Regions from separate parts of the Mus musculus genome. Here regions 1, 3 and 4 are each linked to region 2. Evidence: chromatin contacts called from public Hi-C data. All regions are on one chromosome and are shown on one strand. The core of a region is the stretch at or near the end of the contact, and the rest is flanking DNA. Distances in the headings are between cores, read along the strand shown.

Evidence for each region. A called contact is a pair of places that touch in the nucleus more often than the background predicts.
Region 1: a contact with region 2 is called in a Hi-C map of the N1E-115 cell line, with 4 times the contacts expected there. The contact joins the enhancer-like site here to the promoter of Isl1 in region 2. A contact is called at or near these places in 13 of 39 promoter capture datasets (the 3T3-L1 cell line, 3T3-L1-derived adipocytes, the C10 cell line and 8 more), 1 of 484 Hi-C or Micro-C datasets (the N1E-115 cell line), 4 of 115 datasets of contacts at active chromatin or transcription factors (embryonic basal ganglia, embryonic hindbrain, embryonic limb bud and 1 more) and 3 of 9 other capture datasets (adipose tissue, embryonic stem cells and pancreatic islet).
Region 3: a Hi-C map of the N1E-115 cell line shows a contact between it and region 2, with 9 times the contacts expected there. The contact joins the enhancer-like site here to the promoter of Isl1 in region 2. A contact is called at or near these places in 4 of 39 promoter capture datasets (3T3-L1-derived adipocytes, hippocampal neurons and liver), 3 of 484 Hi-C or Micro-C datasets (the N1E-115 cell line and cortical neurons), 3 of 115 datasets of contacts at active chromatin or transcription factors (craniofacial prominence, embryonic forebrain and forebrain) and 1 of 9 other capture datasets (embryonic stem cells).
Region 4: a contact with region 2 is called in a Hi-C map of the N1E-115 cell line, with 5 times the contacts expected there. The contact joins the enhancer-like site here to the promoter of Isl1 in region 2. A contact is called at or near these places in 6 of 39 promoter capture datasets (the 3T3-L1 cell line, the HPC-7 cell line, cranial neural crest and 3 more), 4 of 484 Hi-C or Micro-C datasets (the 3T3-L1 cell line, 3T3-L1-derived adipocytes, the N1E-115 cell line and 1 more) and 2 of 9 other capture datasets (embryonic stem cells and liver).

What each region holds. Positions count from the first base shown.
Region 1 is chr13:115,823,907-115,827,354 of GRCm38.p6, forward strand. No RefSeq gene overlaps it. Among named protein-coding and RNA genes, the nearest start is that of Isl1, 480 kb to the right of the region's middle. Within about 2 kb of position 1,540, at least 2 of the 459 cell types and tissues checked have an H3K27ac peak or open chromatin away from gene starts, as enhancers often do. A contact at or near this core is called in the N1E-115 cell line, where this site is marked.
Region 2 is chr13:116,308,013-116,311,301 of GRCm38.p6, forward strand. It overlaps Isl1 (ISL1 transcription factor, LIM/homeodomain), which reads right to left and starts at 1,676. Exons shown (of 6, transcript NM_021459.4): 1 at 1,383-1,676; 2 at 262-451. The coding sequence starts at 1,410. RefSeq lists promoters at 1,473-3,289, 1,475-1,853.
Region 3 is chr13:115,975,902-115,979,191 of GRCm38.p6, forward strand. No RefSeq gene overlaps it. Among named protein-coding and RNA genes, the nearest start is that of Isl1, 330 kb to the right of the region's middle. Within about 2 kb of position 1,565, at least 8 of the 459 cell types and tissues checked have an H3K27ac peak or open chromatin away from gene starts, as enhancers often do. A contact at or near this core is called in the N1E-115 cell line, where this site is marked.
Region 4 is chr13:116,001,044-116,004,432 of GRCm38.p6, forward strand. No RefSeq gene overlaps it. Among named protein-coding and RNA genes, the nearest start is that of Isl1, 310 kb to the right of the region's middle. Within about 2 kb of position 1,643, at least 9 of the 459 cell types and tissues checked have an H3K27ac peak or open chromatin away from gene starts, as enhancers often do. A contact at or near this core is called in the N1E-115 cell line, where this site is marked.

The sequences.
Region 1 (3,448 bases), core at 290-2,789, 480 kb before region 2:
ATTATCATTGGAAAATGCATGTTTCTAGGACCCTGTCACCTAGCTCCAGTCTCCTCCTTTGAAATAGCATGTATTTATAATATGGAGGTAAGTAAGTGATTATGGAAAGAATATAACTATTATAAATTTTACTTTTATGTACATAGAAACATAAAATAATAGAAATGATCAGGAAGTTCAAAAGATTCCTACCAATCTCACAAATGTATAACATAAGCTTTACCTAGTACTTTAAAGAATGGCACATAAAATATAGCCAGTTAAATTTTTTTAAAAAAAAAGTAGTTTTCAGTAAAAGTCCACGATTTTCATCCAAAAGATACTTACTTATCAGTAGAAGAAATACTGAAGCAATCTGGTAATTTTTCATTTGAAAATAATTAGGAAACCTCTTCCGTCTCAACAATTGCCCTCTAAAATCTCAAATCGATATGACCCTCCATTGGAATTCTTAAATCCTGAAGGGAGAGAGAAAGGGAAGGAAAGATCGAGGATGATTGACAACTTTGGATCCATTTGATGATTGTATCCATTTCAGATTCTCTGCTGACAATAGAAGCCTGATTGGACACCACGGACTTTATTGGGAAGTGGATGGAATATAATATGCTTTGTACTGCATTCCCTGTTTGAGTTGATTGGGTGAAAGACAAATTTCACATGGAGGAGAGTCTGAATCCTGTCGCTGTTGCAATTACACTGAGCACCAGTGGGGAAATGCCCTGTTGCTCCTGTGATCTGCTGACAATTGGACCTTTTTATCCCCAAGCTGTTGCCTTCAGTACTTCATGTGATTTCTTTTCAATAAATTATATTACATAAGCATCCTTAATAGTATATTAAGTAATGGAGTCTGCAAAGCCTTGTTTGCTTCAAAATAGACTTCCCTTTCTTTTCTTTCTTTTTCTATTTTTCTTCCTTTTTTTTTTTTTTTGGTCCAGTAACAGCTGTTAAGATTAGGTGCTAGAACACATCAATTGAGAATCATTTCCTTTCTTTCTTCTATTTTAAGTGATGACATAGATTTTAAAAGCACACCAGTAAACCAAACCATTAATGTTTCCTGTTGTGAGCAAAAATGAAGACTTTGTGATTGTTGAGATTCGGAGACCGTATCTTCTCTGTGATGAATTTTTAACATCTATACTCCACTAACTCCATAACAGGGTTCCATCTAAGAGCAAATTAATGGAGCACTTATTGAATTGAGTTGTTATAAAATGCAACATAAACACCCTGTAAACAATGAAAGAAATAGAGTTTGTTGAATCTGTTATCTTACTCTCTAAATTGGTGGCACCAGCCTAGCTGTGGGATGCTTAGGGATGATCACGATTCTGAAAACAAACAGCCGAGGACTAATCTGATTGAAGCTGCTTTCTAAGTAACATTTTAAAAAACCATTTATCAAACCTCTCTGCTCTGGTAGGCTTCACAAAATGACAAGGCTATTTTAGAGCCATAAACCTCAATGCCCTGTGCAGTTATGGCATGCAACCAAAGACGACTGAAGAGAAAATGAAGCCATAATTGACTACAGCTGCTCACGCCTAACATTTCCTAATAGCATCCTTAGAATCTTAGGTTGGTGTTCTCTCTCCCTCTCAAACATAGACCTCCCATGATTTATCAACTGAAGGAGTCTCAAGGTGGCTTCTGGGGTCTCCTCGTGGCTCAGCATACGAAGAATTGACCTCCCAAACCAATGATTGGTATACGTTTGATTGCCATTCACTTGTTATGTTCAGTTCTCAGAATGAAAGTGAAGTGACGGTAATTTTCTGTGCTCACGTGCCATTTTTAACCTGGTCCAGGGCTTTGCCTTCAAATCACAGGGAAGTGCTGTGTACTTTGGAGGTTGCTATTAAAATATAGGATGGAACCATTACATTTTATTGGCTTAGCCTTTCCCTGCACTACCTATAAAAACAGACACTGCTTTAAAAATCTCTCCCTAATGTCCACTTTCTTGGGGGTGCAGCTGACCTCATGAAGTTTACTGCTTGTCTGTTAGTGAAGACTAATTAACGTTGACTCTGTCGTTAGGGCACCCTAATCTGTAGGTCCATCTTGAATAATTTGATGAAAAGCTGTATCCAGGCCAAGTCATAGAAATTGGTTGTTTATAATGACGTATTGAAACTTCTTTTCTGTACTCTATGGATCATACATAAAAGAATAGTTTGTGAATGTTCAGTTAGTTCATCATTCTTTAGTCATCAAACACTTCTTACTGATGAGCATTTGCATTGTAAGAAACTTGTGTGTAGTTATATTTTAATTTACTTTTCACATAACAAATGCAATCCAATTAAAACCATCATCAAGTATATGAAATGCATTTTCATTAATTGCTGTTTTGCTTCATAATTAAAACTCTACCACTGTCCTGGATTTAAATACATTCATTTATCACATTTATGCTTATTGTAACATTAATCTACAGTCAGTTGGGGATCTTTGGAATAAATAAGTCACATAATTTTCCATCTTTGGTGAAAGAGTTTGAATCATATTTTATTGTTGCTTAAGAAAATTAACATTGATAATTCGTTTTCATAAAATACAAGTAAATTTTTACAATAGAATATGTATTTTTTTCTAGAGGAATTCTGTATATTATTTGAGAACTCCAGAATAAAATATTTTAAAATTAGCCAAGCCATGCTCAAATTGGAATAACAATAAAAAGTGGTGCTAGGTATTATTTTATTTTAAGAAACAAAAATAATTACCATGACTTTTATGTTTCAGCCAAACTGAATCCTAAATAATAAAAATTGTTCCAAGAATATCAGTACTAATATTAGTATTTATTATTTTTATTTAGATGCTCTTCTATGAATATAATGTAATATGCATTGCAAAAAATGTAAAAAAATTACAGAAAATACATTTTGATTAGAGAAAAATAATCTTTTTATTTACTCTTTGAGACTTACAGATAATATATTTGATATTATTTATTCTCCTTCCCTCCAACTCCTCCCCACATTTCCCCACACTATTGCTCATTAAACTTCATTATCTCCCTCTGCTTCTCTCTGCCTCTTTGTCTATCTAAACATAATATAAAAACACCAACCATGAAAGACATTTTGTGTTGGCTTGCTACCCCTTGGCATAGAGCCTGCCCTAGCATGTGGTTAATAAATGAATATAGTTTCTTTCTTTCTTCCTTTCTCTCTCTCTCTCTTCCTTCCTTTCTTCCTTCCTTCCTTCCTTCCTTCCTTCCTTCCTTCCTTTCTTTTTTTCTTTCTTTCTTTCTTTCTTCCTTTTTTCCTCTCTTTCTTTTGTTTTTTTGTTTTTTTGTTTGTTTTGCTTTGTTTTGTTTTTTTCGAGACAGGGTTTCTCTGTGTAACCCTGGCTGTCCTGGAACTCACTTTGTAGACCAGGCTGGCCTCGAACTCAGAAATCTGCCTGCCTCTGCCTCCCGAGTGCTGGGATT
Region 2 (3,289 bases), core at 426-2,925:
GAAATAATCTTTTGTATGAAAAATTCAAAGAGTCATTAACAAACCTTATCAACAAAAATTTATGAAACACAGCGACACCCCACCCCCCAAAGATATGAAATGAACAACAGTTTAATTTTAAAAACATTTCTTGTACACTGGGCACTCTAAAGTAAACGTTCTCCCTCCCTCTAAAAACAACAAAACAAAACAAAGGCACATCAAATAATAAACAAGGAGAGCCAAGAAATCTCAGAAAATAACCCTGTAAAAATGGCATACCTGATATAATCTCTTTTACAGTAGGTTTTCCCATCCCTAACAAAGCACGTACAGCTTTCGTCCAAATACTGATTACACTCCGCACATTTCAAACATGCTGCATGCCACTCCAAATCCGGAGAAACCCTCAGAATATACTGGTCGTGAATTTGATTGCCGCAACCAACACACAGGGAAATCAGACGTTTTTCTGAAATGAAAATAAATGCATGATTGACTAACCGTTTACTTCCTACAGAGATAAACACACTTTTAGTGTCGTTCTCTTATAGGGTGTATTCTGGAAGAATTTTTTTCTTTCCCTTTTTTTTTTTTTCTTGTTCTTCCCTTAAAGAGTATTGCACTTTGGGATGGTAATTGGAGTGTGCCATCAAAACCTTGACTCGCTTTTTTAAAAAGGGAGGTGGAATATATGTAAAACGCAGATTTGAATAGTCTACATTGTAAGCTTAGCACGCAATCAAACCCGCTCATTTTGTGTTTTCTCCCTCCTCCCTCTTTGCTATAATCATTAGGCAAGATTATGGATAAGTCATGTCAAAGAAAAGGTTTTGACTAGAAGCGTTAAAGCAACGCTGGGATGTCTATATTTTCCGTGAAGCACGTTCTTCAATAGCACGCGGGAATGGATATTGTTAGAAGAGTAGACATCAATACAGTTGTCACTCGCTCTCTTTTGCAAGTCTAATGCTAATTCATATCTGCCGGTGTGGTTTGTGCAGGCAGACCTTTGCTACATAATAACTTCTCCAAGAGCTCCGGAATCCGGAGGAGGAAATCACCGCTAAGCACCGGGCAGGCGGCTAGAGTTTGGGAGGGCACAGAGCATTCAAACACAAGGTATGATCAGTTTCTCAAAGATCGGAATTCACACCAAACATGCAAGCTGCAAGCGTGACAAGAAGAAAACACACACACACACACACACACACACACACACACACACACACACACACACACACACAACAGCAGCAGCAACAACAACAACAAAAGGACCACCTTCTCTTCTGTCTCTCCAGGCAGTGACTACAAATCCAAAGAGCCCTGTCATCGGTGCCTGAGAGAGACCCCCCCACACCACAACAGCACACCAAGCCCCACAAGGTTAAACCGCTTCTTACTTTTTGGTGGATCGCCCATGTCTCCCATATCTGTAAGAGGGAGTAATGTCCACAGTGAAATGGTGGTTGGACAATTGGTGAATAGCCCACAGAGAGGATGCTGGTGCTGTGGCTAGGTGGCAAATAGTGGCCCCCGGGGTTGCCAAAACTGGGGGAAACAGCTGCCCGGCTGCGCCGCGCCCTCGCAGATCTGGGAGTCCGATTTAAGCCGGCGGAGTTGGCAGAGCGGAGGCGCAGCAGCAGCGGCGGACTCGCACGGCTCGGGGCACCTCTCTTCCTTATCTCTTACTCAAACTTCTCAGCTCCAACTCAGCTCCATCGCCATTGGTCTGACGCAGCGCGCGGGGACGTCAGGCGAGCGCCGCGCCCATTGGCTGCGGGGCGCGCGGCGCAGCTGTTCTGATTATCATATTTCAGCCCCGGCGCCTCCGCGCGCCACTGCCCGCTCGGCGAGCCCGCAGGAGAGGATTAAGCCTCCCGAGGCCACGTCGCTCCTTGGGCGCCGGGTGGCCCGGGTCCCCGGCCGCCGCCTCCTTGTCCACCACCCCCTCCCCGCGCCTTCCCGGACGCGCCGCGTCGTGTCCTGGGGTTCCAGCGCCGCGGGCTCCCCGCGGACCTTGGGCTGCGCTGAGCTCGGGGCTCCCTTTTCTGCCGCCCGTGGCGAGTAGCTGGTGGGTAGGTCCTTCCTGTGAAGCGGGTCCCTACCGGGCTCCAGGAAAAGGGGGGCACTTGGAACGGGCCGCTTTCCTTCACTGACTCCCGTGCTGGCGCGCACAGCCCAGGGCTGGCCAATTTCGCTGCCTGCGGGAAGGGCGCATCTGCTGGAGCTAGCAGCGCGCTACGCGTTAGGGGACAAACCCGGAGTAGGACGGTTAGACCCAAAAGAAATGGGTTTTTTTATGACTTCGTTTTTGTGTTCTTTTTTTTCTTTCTTTCTTTCTTTTCTTTCTTTTTTTCTTTTTCTTGCTACCGTGTTGACCCTGTTACTCCCCAATCTGAGCTCTCCAAAGACTTGGGGTGGGAGGAAAGGGGAGCTTGTCTCCCTAGCGGACAATCGGGTTGGAAACGCAAAGGTCAAACGAAAAGGTAAAACGAATTAACTCCGAGGTTGGTTCCTTTCCTCCCGACCCGTGAGGTCTCCTGTTCAATTTTAAGTCTAGCATGAAAGTGTTCTAATCTAGAGTCAGAGTGCAGGACCCTAAAGTTTACGGGGGTGGGGTGGGGTTGTCCATGTCTGTCTATGGATCTGTTGTCCACTCTTTTTTAAGGCAAAGGTGCACTGGGCCCTTAAACGGCTTGGTAATTATAAGCGCAACTTTACAATATTCTCTAGAGACTTTTAAATCTTTTAGTATGAAGGCGTGAGCAGGGAGGGTCTGTTGCAAAAGAAGAGTGGGGCGCCTACTTCCCTCCCCTGAGGTTAGCTTTCTAATTTGTTTCCTCTGGGGAAGCCATCTGGAGGAGATGTTGGCTGCATCTCACCGGTAACTTTTGCCAATAATTTCTTTCCTGATTCCCCAAAATCTACAGTCTTTCAGAGGCAGTTATTAGGGGACACACAGAATTCCCACACTTCTGCCGGAGCTTCTAGAGGGACTTTGATCAGAGAGAGAGAGAGAGAGAGAGAGAGAGAGAGAGAGAGAGAGAGAGAGAGAGAGAGGCTACAAACAGAATCGTAGAAGGGTTCAGCTTGTTTTTTTTTTTGTTTGTTTGTTTTGTTTTGTTTTGTTTTCCTCTTAGAAGAGCCAGAGGTTAGGGAACTCCTTTTTGTGTTTCTTCCACCAGATCTAAACCATGATAAAACCTGTGAACCCCACCTAGGCCGCAGTGGCCGAGTTAGAAAGCCTGTGACTTTTCAGAGTACACACAGAGAGAAAAGAGGTTAAGAAGCAGGAGTGGGTTTTTCC
Region 3 (3,290 bases), core at 315-2,814, 330 kb before region 2:
ATGTAAACAAGTGGAATGCCTAATAAAAAAATAAATTGATATGATAGATAAATACCCACACACTTGTGATTAGTTTTAAAGGGAGAATATGTAATAACGAATAAGAGAAATGTTAATAACAAATATTCTAACACTTGAATACTTTCTCTTTCAAATAACACATTTAAAACTTTACATGTAAAATTTTTGCTTTAGATAAATACTACTAGCCTGCAATAAAAGCTGATAAATCACAGAATGAAGACATGGTATCATCTAAAAATTAGCTACCAACTAGAATTGTGTGAATATGCGCATGCTGTCCAAGAAGAGTGAGATTGATCCCTGAAAAGCATCAAGGAGAAGATGGAAAACAGTGTGACCATGGTTCAGATTCTGATGAACAGAGTGAGAGACAGGGTGGGAGCTTATGGAACACTAGTCAACAGTTTAATGCTTAAAAAAAATGATTCTATAACTTGTGTAAAATTCCTCCAATGTAAATTAGAGCTTACTTATATTAGACTTAAAATAATTATGATATAGCCATGCATCTTAAATACATTGACTGCAGATGAGTTGTGACATTTAAACAAGGAATTTGAGTGTATCTTACGTTTAAAGTTATTTACATATAGGCATAGATTCAATCATATACATATTATAGGAGCCATATTAACCATTTTGACGCATATAACTTCGGTAAAGAAGAGACTATTCATTGTATTACTAATAAGATGAATTAGCAAGCTTGGCTGTATTTCGTCTTTAGAAAAGCATTGAAGTAGGAATTTATTGATGATAGCTCTATAAAGTCTTATCATCTGAATTTGACTAAATGCATCAATGAAGACTTCTTCTGTTATTAGCTGGCAAACATTTATGTCAATAAAAAATTACCTGCTCATGTCAGTTTTACTTTTTCCTCAACATCATTGGTCTAAATTGGAAAACACTATTGTGCTCAGTATTTCTGCTTGTTGATCTCTAAGTGAAAATTGTGTGGATTTCTTTCCTAAACTAAAGAGGAGAGAATGTATATTTGTTTTCCTTCTTCTTCTCACCTCTTTTTTTTAGGACAAGGTTATAGATAATAACCCAGACATATGCAATATTTAAATGTTTTCAAAAGATAGTCATATTTATATTATTTATGGATGCCACTGTCCATAGTGATTTAGAACTACATTAAAGTCGAACCAGGGAGGACATCATAAACAGCTCTTGTTTAAAGGGCATTGTGAAGGAGAGCCTTTAATCTGATTGATGAAATAAATGGAAAGTAATCTATCCTCTATTCAACAGCTTGTTGATGATATGAAAGAATTCCTACTCGAGCAAGCAAGGCTTTAAAGAGAAAGACCTCTTTCATCCTGTCAGCCTCTCATTTTTAGAAAAAAGTTAAGTTTTTCATCATGGTTCAGGGGAGTCCTTGTAAAACGTTCATTGAAAATTTAAGAGCAATTACAGTGTCAGACAGCGAGAAAAATTGCTTTTACTGAGTGAGAGTTCTCTGACAGATGCATTGTGGGAGAATTGATTCTTTCTAGGGGATAAGTGAATTGTCATTGTTAGGCTCTTCTCATGACATCTAGCTAGATGGCATCTGCTTTGTAACAGAAGATTTGAATCAGACAACTGTACTCAACACTAGACAGTGTCTAGATTAGTTCTGCAAAGAAATGAGGCTTTGCTCTGCATGGCATCCGCTGAGCTTTTAAAGATTACAGATGAGCAAGGGTTTCGGGAAAAAAAAAGTTAGAAAAATCAAAAACAAAGCTTTATAGCCACTTCAGAAAGCCTGGATGTTTAACCTGTAAGGAAGTCTGTCAAATCCTGTGGAAACCACATAGAGTAAAGATCAATAGGATGCCTACTGGCTCCATTAGCTTGGTGTAAAGGGGGGAGAGGGGACCTGCTCTTCCGCAAGAGAACCTACATTATTCCAGGGATTATGCGGGATCAGTTCACTTTGCAGTGGAGGAGAAGAAGAAGAGAAAGTGAATGAAGATTCTTGGTGGGCCAAGACTGGAGAGAAAGGGCTTGCCAGGTAATATAATTGGAGATGAGGAAGTGGCTGATTGACTGGGAGGTGTCGCTAATTAGATGTTCATTTGCATAGGCGAATGTGTCAGTGCTGATCTGGAATGAGGCATGAGAAAAGCGATTCAGAGAAAGAGATCCACAGAAACTGCTGTCACTCAAATCTGCTGCAAGCCCAGCTAACAGTTACTACTAGTGTGCTGTTTATGCCTTTTTGAGTGAAAGCAAGTACTTGCTTGGGAAAAACTTGCATTTTAATCAAGGAAATCACTCCAGGTCTCATAATCTTTACAGCTGTATGTACATTAACCAGAGAATTAGTGCTAAGCATGGTGTTAAGTACACAGCGGTGTACTTAATAATATTACTTGGTATTATAATTGGGAGAAATTTGTAATCAATATTGTAGAAAGATTAATTCATAATATGAAATTACTTTTCTTATTTCATATTTGGTGTTTAGCATAAATGTTGCGTTTGAAGGATCAGTGAATAATTTCAGTTTAAACAAGGAGGTTTGAACTGACACAGATATATTTTGTGCTGATGGAGCAGCACAAAAGTTTTGTGTTATTTAATAATTGTGTTTGAAATTTGCAATAAAAGCTATATACTTAAATATTAAACTCTTATATACTATTCTTTTTTAAAAAACGTAGTCTCAACTTTATTGACACAGGCAAAATATTAGCATTTTTTCTTTCACCCAATTTCTTATCTTATTTTTTTCGTGCAATTAAATGTCTTGAGAATGTTTAAGAGTGTACAATGCCAGCACACTCTTTGTAGGAAACCATGTGTTCCCAAAAGTGTGGGCTTTATCCTGATTCCTGCTACAAGCATCTTTATCATTGTTTATATGAATCCTCAAATGAATTGACAGTGATTCAGAAAGGTAAATTTGAATCGTGCCAATGGAGTGCAGATAAAATTAAACAACACATGAATCTCACTGCCTTCATTTCTGATATTTTTTCTTTTTGTATCCATACACGTTTGTTTCCCCCAGGTTAGCAAAAGTGCATTTAAGTACTTTACTAACAAAGGAGTTACTCCATGCGTCTCTGCCATAAGAAACAGTATATTACTTGGTGATTTTCAGGTGGGAAGAAAGTATAACCCATCCAGAGAGTTACAATTTAAAATGCTCTACATGATAAATATTACTATATTTATTAGTTTAAAAGAACTTTCTTGATTGTGGAGTATTGCAGCGCTATGATAACAGTGAGATTGATGCAGCTAAACTGAACGTTAAAAAGTGCAAA
Region 4 (3,389 bases), core at 393-2,892, 310 kb before region 2:
GAAAGGGCAGCAGGACAGAAAGGGAGAGAGTGAGGAAGAGGGAGAGAATATTTTATATACCTAAACATAGGGGAGTCATGGTTAGAGATTTAGCTCTTGTGCTAATTATGAATTTGGGATGCTCTATTAAATTAAAATCTTATTTTTAATTTGGTGATGAGACAATTATTTCCTTTTAACTATATTTTATTATTTCATTATGATTTTATTACAGAGTGACCAAAATCATTATAAAGCTATATTTCTAACCTGGTCCTCTTCACAATCTTCCTCCCTGTGAGCACTAGGTGCCAGGCAATGTGCTCCATACTGTAAACTAGCCTGTCAAATCTTATTTTTATTCTCATCAGATGTGTCGAAGTTCAGAGTAGAAATTATTTGTCCCAAACTCTTTTAAAATCCAGGGATGTGACTGGCAAAAAAAAAAAAAAAAAAAAAAAAAAAAAAAAAAAAAAAAAAAAAAAAACAGTCAATGAAGTTATTCCTAACAATATTCGGCTATACTCATTTTTTTTTCTGCTATACTCATAGATCAGTGCCTTGCACGGTCATCATCCTGAAGGCTTCATCTTGCAGCAGAGAGGAGCTTGTATGGTACTTTGCAGTCTAAACTGGAAGTCTCTTTCAGCTCCCAGGAGATTTGGGGCCTGCAGAGAGCAGGGAGAAAGGATTTAAGAGTCAGGAGGCAGTGGCCATGTCTCAGCATATATTATGGCTGGCCACTTGGTGGATTTGTAGGACCACTGACCAGGAGTGTGTGTTGCTAACACTTCTGCCTGCTTTTGAACCACTTTTCCTCCTGTTGGGTTGCCTTGTCCAGCCTGATTTGAGGACTTTTGCAATGTCTTACTGTCTTTTGTTTTGTCTTCTTTGGCTGTCCTATCTTTGAGGTTTGTCCTTTCTAAAGAGGAAACAGAGGAGGAGTGAATCTTGGAAAGAGGGAGAGGAAAAGCTGGGAGGATGGGGAGGAGAGGAGGCTATGGTCTACCATGTTGTGTGAAAGTAAAACTTATTTTCAATACAAAAGAAACTTAAATAAATAATCAAGCAAGCAGTCAAACAAACAAACAAACAAAATCTACAGGGCCACAAATCAGACACAGTTACACTCAATTCCAGAGTTTGAGTTCTAATCCACTGTATCATTGATAAATTGAAGAATACCTCAGGAACTAAGAATCATTTTTCATAAAAACACTCAATTCAAGTATTAACAAAGCAAGAATATGAAAGTGCACACACTCTGAAGAGAATGAAGCATGCCCAAGATCTGTGCTTACTTTAAAAAATATGTAAGCCTCCTTGGTGGATCCAGAACAGCAAACAACCTAATTCTGGGGAAGCTAATTATTGATGAGCATAAATCACACTACTGTTTTGATCATTTCTAACTCCAATATCAGAGCAAAGGCCTATAAGCCAGAAGAGATGCAGGACAGCTTGTGATAAGATAAAATAATGGCAGGATTTGTTATATCCCCCTCAAGCACTAAGTCGATTAAAAGGTAGCTCTGGTTAGGGCAGAATGATATGCAGAGAATCAGATGAAGCAGATATGACAGGAAGCTTGTAATAGCCCGAGGTTGAGAAAGAAATGGGTCCTTTGCCAATGCAAACTCTTGCCAATGAAACTTCTGCACAAAATGGGTTGGCAGCCAGCCCACAGTTTTCTGATTCGAGCCAGACTCCCAAGAGGGATGGTGTCAACCTGCTAGTAGCATGCTTAGAAAGTAAAAGGCAAGCTTTTATTTATCCTTTCCTTTTTTTTTTTCCTTTTGTTGCTACAACCGAACAGGAAAATATTTTCTTTCTCTTTAGTCATGACTCTTGGAAAGGTGTTCAGCACAGCTGTGCAAGGATTGTTCTATCTGAAGAAAATGAAACCAACCTCAGCACCGGGATGAGTGCTGAAATGGATAAAATTTTATCCCCAGTTTAGTGACAATTTGAGGAAAAATATATGGTTGAGAGAGGGACCCAGGAAAAGCTTCCAAATCAGCTGTCCCCAAATGAAGTAAGACCTGAATTGAATCATTCCAAGCAAAGTCAGAAGAAGAATTTGTGGATAAAGATTTTTTCCTATATAAAATAAAATCTAGATGGGCAATTATTGATATTTTCCATTTAAAAGCACATGTTTTAATCATAGTGTAAAGCATAGCAGGTAGAAATAAAGCAGAAAAAACCATGTGTACTTTGGCATATCACTAATGTGTTAGTACTTTAAAGAAGAACAAAGCCTCAAGGAAGGTGAATTTGAAAATGGGAAAACAAGCAGATACTCAAACTAGCTTTTCAGAGACATGGAGGTAATGAAGAATCATCTATCAGTGCCACTACTCAAAGACGTGTCTAATTTCATTGTTTCCTTTCTAGAACTAAGTAGTCGTGGTTTACCTCAGAACATAGCAGCACCTGTATGCGATGAATAGTCAGACTAGAAGACAGAATGAAGAAAAAGATGCAAACTAGGTGAGATTGACCATGTTCTCTCTGTTGCTTCTCTATATCAGGGTTCTGAGCTTTCATACTTATCATTTCCTAGTCGGATAGAGATCTAGAAAATGAGTCAATGGAAATTGACTTGATGTAAGCATTGTATAGCATAAATATCCATAATTTAATAATTAAAATTAAAGAGAAATAATTAAAACATTAGGATGAAAAAACAATGAACCAATAGAGCCTGCTTTCTAGGGTAATTTAATCTAGGGTAATTTCTGCAGGGTAATGATAGCCACTTCCTTACAGAGATAGATATTGGTATCTCCAGCCCCATTGCTGGTTCAAAAGATGCAGAATGGAGCTGGGCAGGTGAGAAAGTGGTGGCTTTGGAGCCCAGAGTTACTGTGGGGTCAGAATACTGCAAAGCTGATGCAATGCTGGTGACTCATGTTGGAGTGGCCTTAAGACAACTTTTCCTCAGATAGAAATCCTGCAGGCCAGGATTGCTCAAAAAAATTTTTTTTCCAGTGCTTCTTACGTTTTAACAACATGCATTGACATTTTCACATACTTTTGATTTACAATCCTACTGTGAAATGGAGGTCATTTCTTTCTCAAATAGTAAACCAATACATTTTAAAACAACGCTGAGATCATCAGATTGTTTCCACTATTAGGGACTTTTTTTGGCATAGTGAAAATGATCCCATGTCTCCTTTCTATTGGAGTGTTTCCACTGGAGACCAAAAACATGGAACAGACTTTCTATATATAAATATTCTCCTAAAGGTTTGAAAGAACGACCCAACGATTCTCCCCCAAACACACACATGACTTTCTGTATTACATGACCTGCTATCATTGGATGATGCTATGGCTTAGGAAATTGCACCTCCAAATCACCTCTTGCAAAGCAACTACTACCCCTCAAATCAGTAGTCTTG